Linked DNA regions of Sus scrofa: region 1 is linked to region 2. A link is a contact called in public promoter capture Hi-C data. All regions are on one chromosome and are shown on one strand. Each heading gives the region's core, a stretch centred on a gene start, on an enhancer-like site or on the middle of the called end of the contact. The rest is flanking DNA. Distances are from core to core; before and after follow the strand shown.

Evidence for each region. Promoter capture Hi-C pulls out the DNA fragments that hold promoters and counts their contacts.
Region 1: a contact with region 2 is called in a promoter capture Hi-C map of liver, with 9 times the contacts expected there. The contact joins the promoter of GPBP1 here to the promoter of DHX29 in region 2. A contact is called at or near these places in 1 of 5 promoter capture datasets (liver), 1 of 47 Hi-C or Micro-C datasets (heart right ventricle) and 2 of 2 datasets of contacts at active chromatin or transcription factors (alveolar macrophages and skeletal muscle).

The regions. Positions count from the first base shown.
Region 1 is chr16:36,214,645-36,221,321 of Sscrofa11.1, forward strand. GPBP1 (vasculin) reads left to right here and starts at 2,591. Exons shown (of 13, transcript XM_005672465.3): 1 at 2,591-2,990; 2 at 4,201-5,159.
Region 2 is chr16:34,475,521-34,481,464 of Sscrofa11.1, forward strand. DHX29 (ATP-dependent RNA helicase DHX29) reads right to left here and starts at 2,713. Exons shown (of 27, transcript XM_013984775.2): 1 at 2,353-2,713. The coding sequence starts at 2,533. SKIV2L2 (superkiller viralicidic activity 2-like 2) reads left to right here and starts at 2,707. Exons shown (of 27, transcript XM_003133964.6): 1 at 2,707-3,120. The coding sequence starts at 2,987.

The DNA of each region.
Region 1 (6,677 bases), core at 1,341-3,840, 1.7 Mb after region 2:
CCAGTAACTAAACTCATGCCTCTGCAGGGACCCACGCTACTGCAGTCAGATTCTTAACCCAATGTGCAAAAGCAGAAACTCCCCACAAATATCTTTTCATGTGAACTTTTTTTTTTTTTTTTTTTTTTTAAACAAAGAAGTATATGCAGCGGCTTAGTGTGGGATCACAGTTCTCAGACCAGGGATGGAACCTAGGCCGCAGCTATGAAAGCATTCAATCTTAACCAACTAGACTACCAGAGAACTCCTCTCACTTACCTTTTTTTTTTTGGTTGTTCTCAGTTTTTAGATCAGACAAGAATTCAATTGAAAAACATAACGAGGCATATATTAAGTTCAGAAACATAACTATGTATGATATTTAAATATATATCACCATTTTTAATGGCTTAATATTCCATCTATGGATGTACCATTATTTACTCATTGTATTTATAGGCATTTATGTTGTTTCCAATTTTTTATAATTGCTAGTAGTTTATCAGTGGATATCTTTATAAATTGTTGGACATCTTTCCTATTATTGTGCAGTGGGTTAAGGATCCAGCATTGCTGCAGATGTAGCATGGGCCCAGATGCAGCTGGGGTTCCATCCCTGGCCCAGAAACTTCCATATGCCTCGAGTATGGCCAAAAGTTAAAAGATAATAAAAAGCAGAAAACGTAGATGAAGATATAAGGAATAGGCATTTGCATGAACCAGACAGATCAGCCACTATTCTACATCTTAGAATTTGTATTAGTAAAAATAGGAAAGATGTCCAGCAATTTATAAAGATATAAAAAAAGTTCACATGAAAAGATGTTCACGGGGGGAAACTCCTGGTTTTCTTTTTTTTTAATCTTTGCTAATCTGCTAGATGAAAGGAAGTATATAGTTGATTTTATTTTCATTTTTTGATTTTTAGTGAGGCACAGCATTTTTTAATGTAAATACTGACACGTACATGACCAGCTTCTTCTGCCTTTTGACTTTTTAATGAGAGTTGGTACAGTTATCTGTTCCTTAAAGATTTGTAAGACCTCTTGTTATATTTATCATGTAAATTAAACATTGTTAGATATTGAGAGCAGCCAGAGATAGATAATTAAATATTAACTTTTCTGTCATATATGTTACAATTGCTTCCCTATATCACTATTTGATTTTCAACTTTGTCTTTTGCCATAAGGAAGGCAAAAATTTGTTTTCAAGTGATCAGTATTTTCTTTAGTTTTTTGAATTGACATCATGCTTAGAAACAGGAGCAGAAGCAGGTCTTGTCCCAATACATGTCACTTCAACGGAAGCAATGTGGAACGGTGGAAAGAACGTAAATTAAGACCCAAACGGACTGAAGTTCAAGTCTGGCACAGCCTAGTTGTGGCTCCCACTTCTATGTTGTGTAACCTGAACCAGATTCCTCATCTGCAAAATGGGGAAAATAACACTCACTTCAGAGACTGATATAAGAAAGTGCTTGGCACAGACAAGGCATCCAGCAAGTGTTCTCATTTCTTTGCACACAGCGAGATATTATTGATTGCCAAGGGTCCATGTCCTTCGCAAAGACGAAAAGATTGAGAAGTGTAATTTTTGGTGAGTTTGTATTCACACATTCTTTCAGGGAGCTTTTAGAGGCAGTCCATTGAACTACAAACCCCATAATGAATATAAAAGAATCATAAAGTTTCCGTGTATGAAGCCTTTGTGGTTTGGAAGAGGGCGAAGAGCCAAGCATTTTTTATTTTCTGGATTTTCCCTCAAGACACCCTCCCCCCACATACTCCTAAACTTCCTCTTGGAAGGCTAATTTCACAGGTTTCAAAATGAGCTTTCAGTTACAAGGCGAAAAGGTATCGCAATCATAAAACGTTGACGCCCACAAACTTCATAGCACAAAATCGTGTAAGCTGTATGGGACCGAGACCTTGCTAAAATAATTCTCCCCTATTGCAGATTTAATAGAAAAACATACGTTAGCATGATTACATCCCGTAGCCATTTTTAATCCTTTGAGAATCTGGGCTTAGCCCCAACGAGAGAGTCTCGTCACCGACCTCCCGCATATATATTATGTCCGACACACTCTCGTATTTGCATTCGATAGTGGATCGGCTGCTTGAGGGCGCCGGAACAGACCAGCGCCAACCCAGCCGGTGCCCGCCTGCGCAGGGCTGTGTACAAGCGAGCATGTGATCTCCCCATCCGCCAGGCCCCAGCTCGGTACCCGACGCGTCTCGCTCAGCCGCTCCTCCGAGCGTGGAGCCCGGAAGAACGCCGCGGCGCGCTCTACTCGAGCCCGTGCAGCCGCCTCCCGAAGCAGCCTTTCCCTTTCGCCTTCCCGGCGGCCCAAGGTCTTAAGCTCCCGGGACGCCCAGGACCGGGGGAAGGGCGGAAGGAGGGGCTCCTTTGGGAGCAACGGGGAATTCCCCCTTCCACCGAACGTTCCCGATTGTTCATAGTCTTCACGTCAGCAGCAGGGGGTAATCCCCGACTCCAGCTGCTCCTGACGTCACCGTGCGGAGCCACCGCCCCCCGCGCGCCCCTGCCTCCGGGACCTCCGTGAAGCCCCGCCCCTAGCCATAACCACGCCCTCTGCACCCTCCCTCAGCCGCTCGACGTAGAGGGCGGAGCTTCTTTGGCCGGGGCGTGAGCGGTTGCTTGGGCCAGAAGGTTCTCTGGTAGAGGCGCTCCTCCTGCTGCCCCGCCCAGTAGGTTCGTTAGCACCGCTTCTTCCATACCCTATTTCCCTCCTCCTTCTCCTCGCCCCGCCTTTCCCCTCCCTTCTCCTCAGCCCCTCCGGTTCCTTCCCCGCCTCGCCACCTTCCACGATCTCGCGAGACTTGGCCCAGAACATTGCGGATCGGGTCGGCGCCATTTTGGGACTGAGACTGGTTGTGGGGGAGGGAAAAGCGGCAAAAGGGGATTATTCAAAGTACCGAAAACCTCCTCCCGGGATCGAGCGCAGCGGCACCCCCAGGCCAGGGGCACCTCTGGTGTGGCAGAAGGTAACACCGTCTTCTGTGGTCCGCGCCGGGGTCTGGGGAGGAGGGGGTGTCTGTGTCGGCGTTGAGGTTTGAGGGGTCGGGAGCGGCGTTGGCGGCGCGAGGTGTGAGGCTGCCCACGGGCGGGGGCGGGGGGTGGCGGGAGAGCAAGGAGAGAGAGGGAAGGACGGTGCTGGGAGGCCCCTCTAGGTATTGACTCGGCCCGGGTGGAGCGGAGGTGGCGGTTGTGGGGAGGGGGTGGGTGGCTTAGCCTTGGCTGCTCAAGGGGGGGGGGTGTTGTTTGGCGGAGGCTGGGAACCGGTCCGACGCCTTCCTCGCTCGGTCTTCCTCCGGCCTCTCGCATGCGCCCGCCTGCTTTTGCACCGCTGCCGCTCTCGGAGGGCTGAGGGAGTCGAGGCCGAGTTGTGGCCTTCGGTGTTTTCTCGGCGCGCCCGCTCTGCCCGCCTCTCCGGGTCCGTGGCACTAGCTGTGGACCGAGTCGAGCGCTCCCTTGCCCCTCGGAGTCCTGTGGGGTCTGAGGGGACCTAGTCTGTTCGTGGGGAGAACCTCTCAATGTGGCTTACGAGAAGGGCTCGGTACCTTCACCTCTTCAGTGTTGGGAGAAACCTGTTTTCTTAATTCAAGGGAATGGGAACCCTCAGATCTCGCTGCTGCCCTTAGAAGCCTGGGTAAGTCTCTCCCCCGGGCGAATTTAAGGAATGTTCTTTCCCCACTTCTCAGCCACTTACCTTTCTACTTAGAGTGGGGAAAATGTGCCTCCTCTTTTAGACATTCTGATTTGGAGGGAGCGTCTTTCTCTTTATATCCCTCATTTGCTAAGTTGCATTTCTTAATGCTCGGTAGCTTTGCACCTTTCTATTCGTTTTCCTTTGGTAGATTTAATAGAAATACAGAGAGTCTTTTATAAGATTGTGTGCCCGTTTCAGTTTATAATATTTACTCAAGTATAAGAAGATTCGCTTATATAATCTCCCTATATTGTATCCGCATTCCCTTCCGGGTTGAAATCAGCTCTTACCCTCCATAATATCGTTTCCCACCTCCCCGCCCCCCCATATTCTGAAGTCCTTTTCGTACAGTAGACTTTTTGGGTGCTTGCTTGGTGTACAAGTGCATTTCTTTCCAGAGGTTGACTGTTTAGGATGGGGTTTAATTTTTAGCTCAGATTTAAAACTCAGTGTGTAATTTAAATTGTTTTTTATAACTTTTACAGGTGGTTGAATTACTCAGATATGAAGATCATCTTCTAGGTTTTTGTGTAAAAGGCCCCGGATATTTCAAGTGGCCATTTTGGAATTACAATGTTTTTGGATAATTTTGCCCCAGAAGTTTATTAAAATTGGCAAGAATCATCTCTGAAGTGAATTGATAGTAGTGAATAATTCTACAAGCTACTTAAAAAGAGACACAGGCATTTCTTCAGTATCTGGTTCAAACGGATTGTATAACTGGTTATAAAGTATTTCAGTTGGTGGTATTTTTGCCTCCCCCCCACCCCTCCCCTGTTGTTGGTGTTCTTCAGCCAAAACTGTAAGATATGTTTGATTTGTGTACTGAGTAGCTTCGGCAGTTTCAAATTACTGTTAATTGCTGAAGTTTCATGGCAGGTTTTTTTTACCTTTATTAAAAGTTTTAGGAATTTTTGACCTCAGCCCTTTTCGTGTCACAATGGGACAGCTTTTCTAAATGAAGACATTGAACAAATACAGAGTTTTTTTCCTTTTATCTTTTATTTACCTGGAAATTTAAGATGTTGCAGTTTCCCAGCAGCATGGTAGTGTTGAGATAGCTATGGTATCTCTGTTTATTCTAATGTTTAGGAATGCTCTTCAGATGTGAAATTTTCTTTTTGTTTTTGCTTTTTGGCTCATAAATTGGATATTTCATCTGGAGTGGATAAATACAACAGTGACAAGTACATGGAATAATAAAGAAGACTTTAAAGTCCTAAATCCAAGGAACTTGGCTGATTCTGGAGATAGCCATATGAAAACTTTAAAACAGAAGTATGGGTAGCTGACTGAAGTAACTCTATGTCAAATAGTCATAGGTTAAGTATCTTCAAAGAACTTGGATATTATTTCAGAGGATACAAAATAAAAAAACAAACTGGAAAACATAAAGATTACAGAGGAAAACCCAACACCTTCCTGTGCAGTCCTATTGGAATTTGTAAGTACTCTATGGTGAGCAAATGAAATGTCCATTTGTAAACTGTAATGAAAGTCAAGTTTATCTTATGTTATTCTTGGAAGCCTTTCAGTTTCTTGCATTAAGATTGCTTGGCTTCAGTTTCTGGGCAGTCTGAAAACAGCAAGTAAGTTGAAATGCAGAAAGAGTTAAGATAAGATTTCAGATCAAACAGTCCCCATTTGAAGTTTTTGTGCTTCTAAAGTAAAAAGAAAATCATATGGTTACTATGGCTTATGGATTGGTAGAAAAGTATGAAAAAACTCAACAAATAGCCAGTTGCTTTCTCAGTGTGAGTTAGATTGTATGTAGTTAATGCAGCTTAGTGTTCCAATTTAGAGTTAATTGTTTAAAACAAATTATAGGGCTTGGTTTTTAATCTGATATTTCATGAAGTAGGTTGTTTTCAGCGATAGCAGTTCCTAACTCTTTAAATCCATTGTAGAGATTTTTTGGAAACAATTTGAAGTAGTTTTGTATTTCAGCTTTTTCCTTAAGATCTGAGTTCCAGGAAGTCAAGTCATTACTAGAAACAGAACCTGAGAGGAACTGAGCAAGGTGCACTAAGAATCTTTAAAATAACTTAAAAAATTAGTGTACCTTTTCTCCCTCCGGAAGCTTAAGCTGCCTTAAGTTTGTAAACAAAGCTGCTTAAGAAAAAGTTGTGAATATTAATTGCTGCAATAGAAATCTTTTGAGCAATAAGAACATCATCTTTTAATAATACTTGGGATTTTAGTTACGATTTGTTACTAAAATTTATCAGTGAATCATATGCATTCAGTAGAAGTGTGTGTGTTTAAAAAATTGAAATTTATTTAAAAGCAATTAATATATATAGGATAGTTGATTTACAGTGTTGTGTTGCAGATACGTACAGCACAGTGATTCAGTTGTACATACGTGTATTTTTCAAATTTAAAGCTATTAAGAGATCAATGTAGCTAAAATAAAAGTTTATCTAATTATTTTTCTGAGATAAAAAATTGTAATTTTTCAGTACTTTGCCAAGATGACCTAATAACTGGTTAGTTGCTCATTTGTTGTGAAACAGACTTTTTTTTTGGTTACGCTTTTGAATCCTGTTAGTTTTCTTAGAGCAGAAGAGGCAGAAGAATCCAAGAGTGTAGCTATTTAGATATGCTTATATAGCATTTATTTTCTGGTGTAAAATTGAGATTAGAATCAGTACATTTCTCTGTTAGGTTACTTGTGTTTTCTCTGTCAGAGCTGTGTGTAGTACTTACTGAGTTTTCACGGTGATTTATATAAAACAGTGATGAGAACAGTCCCGTCCCCCCCCCCCCAGCTTTGGATAGCCTATATTTTCTGTATTCCTTAACTTAGTAGATTTTTCAAGTTACTTGTCTAAGAACGTGCGTTTAATGTGATTAAGAAGTTGAAATGAATGACCATTATTCATAGAAATGAACCACGTAACATTTACCATTTATGATTATTTTTCTTTAAATTTCTCCTATTGCTGTTGTTACCCCCAAG
Region 2 (5,944 bases), core at 1,463-3,962:
GAGAAAGCAGAAAGCCAAAAGCTGCATTGGGATCAGTGAAACATACTAGATTTGCTATAGCTAAATATAGGAACTGTAAAAAGACTAGAAAGGAGGTCTTAGATACTAGCTCAATGCTTTGTACCTTATCACAAAGTCAGTGAGGATGATGTAGAAAAGACTGGGAAGTGATATGATCAAAGAAGTGTTTTTTTTTAATTTAACGATTTCTTATAATTTTACAATGATCTTTAATTTTTCCATTATAGCTGGTTTACAGTGTTGTCAATTTTCTACTGTATAGCAAGGTGACCCAGTCACACATACATGTATACATTCTTTTTTCTCACATTATCATGCTCCATCATAAGTGACTAGAAATAGTTTCCAGTGCTAAACAGCAGGATCTCATTGCTTATCCATTTCAAAGGCAACAGAAGGCAACAGTTTGCATCTATTAACCCCAAATTCCCAGTCCATTCCACTCCCTCTCCCAAAAGAAGTGGTTTTGAAAGATCAATCTGACACCTTATGTGGGACAGACTGGAGGAGGAAAAAAGCACAGCTAGCTCTTTAGAAGGCTGTGTTGGTACTCCAGAAATTCATGAGTGTCTTGACTGAAGTGTGAGCAGTATAAATCAAAAGTGAAAAGGGTATACATGTAAGATATGCAAAGACTGCACAGAGCTTGACAACACATTGGATGTGAAAAGAAAGAAAGGCACAAAAAAATAACTATTGACATGGGATAAAGAGGAATATGTAAAAAGAGAAAGAAGTCAGAGGAGAAGCTACTGGGGGTGGGAGTAGGGGTGGGGGCGGGCTGGGAAGTGTAGTTTAGTATTAGCCATGTTAAATTTGAGATGCTTGCAAAATAGTGTCCAAATAAATGTAGAAATGGCTGACTTGAGCTTGGAATAGAGACCAGGATTGGACATGTTGCTTGAGGAGTCATCTACAAAGGAAAAGACAGAAGAAGTAATGGAAGTAGATAAACTCTCATAGAAGGTCTGTAAAGAGGAAAGCATACTGTCACAGAATGACACTTCGGTAACGGTCACTTTTGGGGGCTGGGGGAATGGGAAACCAAAGAATACAATAAATGGCTATGAGAAAGTTCAAAGAATTCAGAGGAATATCAGGAAAGACAAAGGAAGTCAGAAAGAGGCTGACTCAGAATAAAAACGCCGCAGAATACACAAGGAGAAATTTTTTGTATCTGTAATTGCAGGCATAACTTTGTAGTTAAAAAGTTACAGTAAATTGCAGAGCACAGATTATTATCCACCTTCTAGGTGAAAGTTTGTTACCTGCCTACTTCAGTCTCATCTTCTCCTTAGACAATGCTTACATTCTGAGATCTCAAAGGCCAATGCTCTTTTCTGACTCAAGATCTCTGCACACCGTTTTCCTTATCTCTGCCGGGAATACTATTTCCCCCCTTCTTTATAGAGTTTACACCTATTCACCCTTTGGATCTTAGCTTAACAGTCACTTTCTCAAAGAGACCGTGAATGATCCCTCCTCCTCCTCAGTAAAAACTGGGTTACCCTGTTAAATTCTCTTACTTAGCTTTTCTTTGTGGCACTTATAGAACGATGTCTGTGCGATTACTTCAGGTCTGTGTCCGCCATTAGACGGGCAAGCTCCGGGAGAGATTGCCTATTTTGCTCATCCCATCCCTAACATCGTGCCAGATACAAAGTAGGTTTTAAATAAATATTTGTTGGCTAAACATTTCAATAAGAACTAAGACAAGCTAAGCAGAACAAAATAGTGTATAACTGTTTATCTTTTGAAATCAGCTGTAATAGTGGCCTGCTGATCTGCAGCCAGAACCGGCAATCTCCAAGTTGAGTTATCAAATCAAATGGCACAATAAGCAAAAATGCAATGCTGTGGTAAAGATCGCTGATAATTTTACAACAGGTTATATCCATATTCGGTGTGCAAGTGCTGCAATTCTTATTAAGTACTGATTTTTACATAGCACGTGGAAACACTACATCGTGGCTGAAGAGGTTGAGGAGGAGGTAAATAAATGGGTCTGGCTCCAGGAGGTTAATAACTCCAGACAGTATTCTCTGCATGCGAGTCGCTAGTTTAGATGATGGCTCAAGACTGATCGCTGATGAAACGGGAGCTAATGCAATTTTTACTTAGTTCACAGAATTAGAAAAAGTGGAGGTTAGGTTGGGGGGCGCTACCGTCGGAACTCTGGAGGCCCTAACAGCTTACACTGATCTAAAACAAGGCTGCCTGATACGGAGCCAGCAACTGTGGCTGCGGAAGACAGAAATTTTGAGACCAAGGGTTCGCCCAGGTGCGAAGGCTTCCCCCTAGGGCCAGATCCTGGCGCCCGACAGCTCATACCTTGCTTTACTCGGGGCTCCCTGTTGCTGGCAGCAGCGGCGGGGGGCTGTCTGGCCACAGGCTTCTTGTTTTGGGCCTCCACCGCAGCTCCGGCCTCGGCGGATTTGGCTCTGGAAGCAGACACGGCGGCCCGGACCGCCGCGGCACCCGGAGCCTTGTGTTTCTTGTTCTTGCCGCCCATGTTGCAGCAGTGGCAGAATCACAGCTCTGGTCTGATCCCGATACCACTCCCGCACCGCCTCCAAGGTTTGTTCACATTCCCCCAGTCCCACGCCGCCACCTTGCGTCCTCCATCCGGGCTCCTCCGGCCGGAACGACCGCTGCTTCTCAATTGGCCCGATTCCCCAAGGTCCCGCCTCCTCTCCGCCCCTTTAGGGATCAGCTGCGGGCCGGGAACCGCCGCCGCGCTGCCACTTCAGCTTCGGAGATGCGCGTCCGCTAGTGGTTGGAAAGGAAAAGAAAGGTCCAAAGAGGGAAAAAAGGTCCAAAAGGGAAAAAAGAAGCCTTGAGGGCTGTGCGACTCAACTAATTTTGTCTCCTACGGGCCCCTGTTGCGGCTTCCCTTGGCGTCACCGTCGGCGCGGTTGCGGGGCATCGTGGGTAAGAGCGAGATTTGGTCTCACAACTCCGAAAGATGGCGGACGCTTTCGGGGATGAGCTCTTCAGCGTGTTTGAGGACGACTCGACCACTGCGCCCGGAACCAAAAAAGACAAGGAGAAGGAGAAGGGGAAATGGAAGGGGCCACCAGGGTCTGCAGAAAAGGCCGGGTAAGGAAGATGTCCGAGATGTCTTTTTTTCCCTCTCAGCGCTGAGGGAAGAAAATCGGACACTCTTGAAGACCACGAGAAAGTGGGTGTACGTTAGCAGCGTCGGGAAGTGAAGGGGGTTGAGAGAAATGTTGGAAGTGGGGGAGGAAAGTTGGTTTTGGGAGGCGCGGGTTTTGGCCTTCCCGGGCGGCCGCAGACAGCGTTCCGCTGCATTTCCTTTACCCCCGCGTTGGCGTGACTACCTACACCTGTCTGCGCTGTGGGGTCGTGAGGACAGGTAAGCTGTAAGCTGTTCCTTAGCTTCTGTACTCCTAGCACCGGCACAGTACTGGGCCCAGAGCCTTTAATATTCGAGAAACGAATTGAGTGAAGGGGTAGGGAGTTTCGATAATGTGACTTGGATTGACTTGGAGCGGAAGGGGCAAATAACAACATAAGAGAGAAATTAGTAATGTTCTTGCTCATCATGAGATGATAGGGCCAACCACTAGGGGTTTTGTGAGGGTTAAATGCGATATGTTTAAAGCGCCTAACGGTGCTTTTAGCACATGGTAGATTCTCAAATGCTGGCTTTCTTGGATTTTATTAAGAAAAATATTAAAATTTACTGGTCCTCGAAGCTTGAATTAAAGTAAGGTAACTCATTAATAATGAATAAAGTTTACTCTTGATCTTGAGGGAGATTCCTAAGAGATGCTACGTTAGACATGATTTTGCTCTTAGGGAATTTTTAGTCGAGGTAAGGAGGTAGAACAGATACATACCTTACAGTTAGTAGGAGCTTGAACTACAATGAGCTGTACATATAGTTAAGTGCAATAAAACTTAAGGAAAGAGGAGTTCCCGTCGTGGCTCAGTGGTTAACGAATCTGACTAGAAACCATGAGGTTTGCGGGTTCGACCCACCCCCCCGGTGGGTTAAGGATCCGGCGTTGCGGTGAGCTGTGGTGTAGGTTGCAGACGCAGCTTGGATCCCGCGTTGCTGTGGCTGTAGGCCGGTGGCTACAGCTCCAATTGGACCCCTAGCCTGGGAACCTCCATATGCCGCGGGAGCGGCCCAAGAAATGGCACCAAAAAAAAAAAAAAAAAAAATCCACAACTTCAGGAACGAGATACCTATTTGTGATGTCCAGAGACCCTTCTATACAAGATACTATTCTGGGTTTGAGGAAATGATTCTTTATTGATTACGATTTTTTTTTTTCTTTTTTAGTAGCACAAATTGGGCTAGAAGGAGTGTTTGCTTAGGGACTACAAGATATAAGGCTGAAAATAAATCGGTTTGGGGTTATGAAGAGCCTTGAGTAGCAAGCAGATGAGTTTTGATTTCTTTTTCTTTCTTTCTTTTTTTTCCTCTCTGTCTTTTGTCTTTTTAGGGCCACACCAGCGGCATATGGAGGTTCCCAGGCTAGGGCACTAATCGGAGCTACAGCTGCCGGCCTATGCCAGAGCCACAGTAACGCCAGATCCGAGCCGCGTCTGCGACCTACGCCACAGCTCACGCAACACCGGATCCTTAACCCACTTAGCAAGGTCAGGGATTAAACCTACAACTCATGGTTCTTAGTCGGGTTCGTTTCTGCTGCGCCAAGGTGGGAACTCCTTGATTTCTTTTTTTTTGTCATTTCTCAGGCCACTTCCGCGGCATATGAAGGTTCCCAGGCTAGGGGTCCAATTGGAGCTGTAGCCACCGGACGAAGCCCACAGCCACAGCAACTCGGGATCCGAGATGCGTCTGCAACCTACACCACAGCTTACGGCAACGCCGGATCGTTAACCCACTGAGCAAGGCCAGAGAGCGAACCTGCAACCTCATGGTTACTAGTCGGATTCGTTAACCACTGAACCACGACGGGAACTCCTTGATTTCATTTTTAAAACCCAAGTGAACATGTGTTTTTTTCCTAACTTGGAGGCTGGAAAGAGTGATAGTTTAGGAAAATTAACTTGGTAATGCTTGTCAGTGTGTTGAAAGAGGAAAGACACTGATAGTAAATTAGGAAGTATTTCAGTTATCTAATTACAAGATTGTAAGGACCTCATCTCAGGAGGTGTCAGAAAGAAGGAAAGACATAAAATGTGAAGGAAAAAATTGCTAGGCCTTATTAAGGAGAATAATAGAAAGGTGGTCAAAAGAGATTTTGAATTTAGATGTCAAGGAAAAGAAAAATAGGGAAATTTAGAAGAGATTTTGATTTGGAAATTAATTTGACCTGAGACAAAGTGAAATGATAGTAGTATGCCAATGTTGGGAGTGTCCCTTGGGCAATTTTAATCTAGGTTTGGAGCAATACTGGCACTGAAGGTATATATTTGGATGTTATTTTGAATTAGTACTACTTGAAGTGGAGGTTCCTGTGGGAAAGTATAATTTTCCCACACATAACATAGAGATTAGAGAAAGAGCAGAACAGTCAGGAGTGGGAAATGTCAAGTAAGAATGGAACAAAGAAGAAAAATAGTCTTTCTCTGTCATTGAATTAGAGGGTGTAGCAGTTTTGGAGAACTCAGGGAAAATGAGAAAGGACAGATTATTTTTTTTTTCTGAATAGGAATAATTAATGATTGCTGTAGTTTGATGGGCAACTGTGATGTTATAAAGTAATTTCCCACTGTGGCAGGTACACTGCTTTAAATTTGCTAGGTTAAAGTTCACTTTGCAGTGTCTTAGGGTAAGCTGATTCCACAACCTTCCAAATTTTATTAGGAAACGTGAATGTTAGAGAAGGGAAACAAGAAAATATAGAACATGAGTAATTTGAGGGACTTCATTTACTATAAAGACTTCTAGCTAGGCCTAGACTTCTAGGTATTTTTAGGGAAA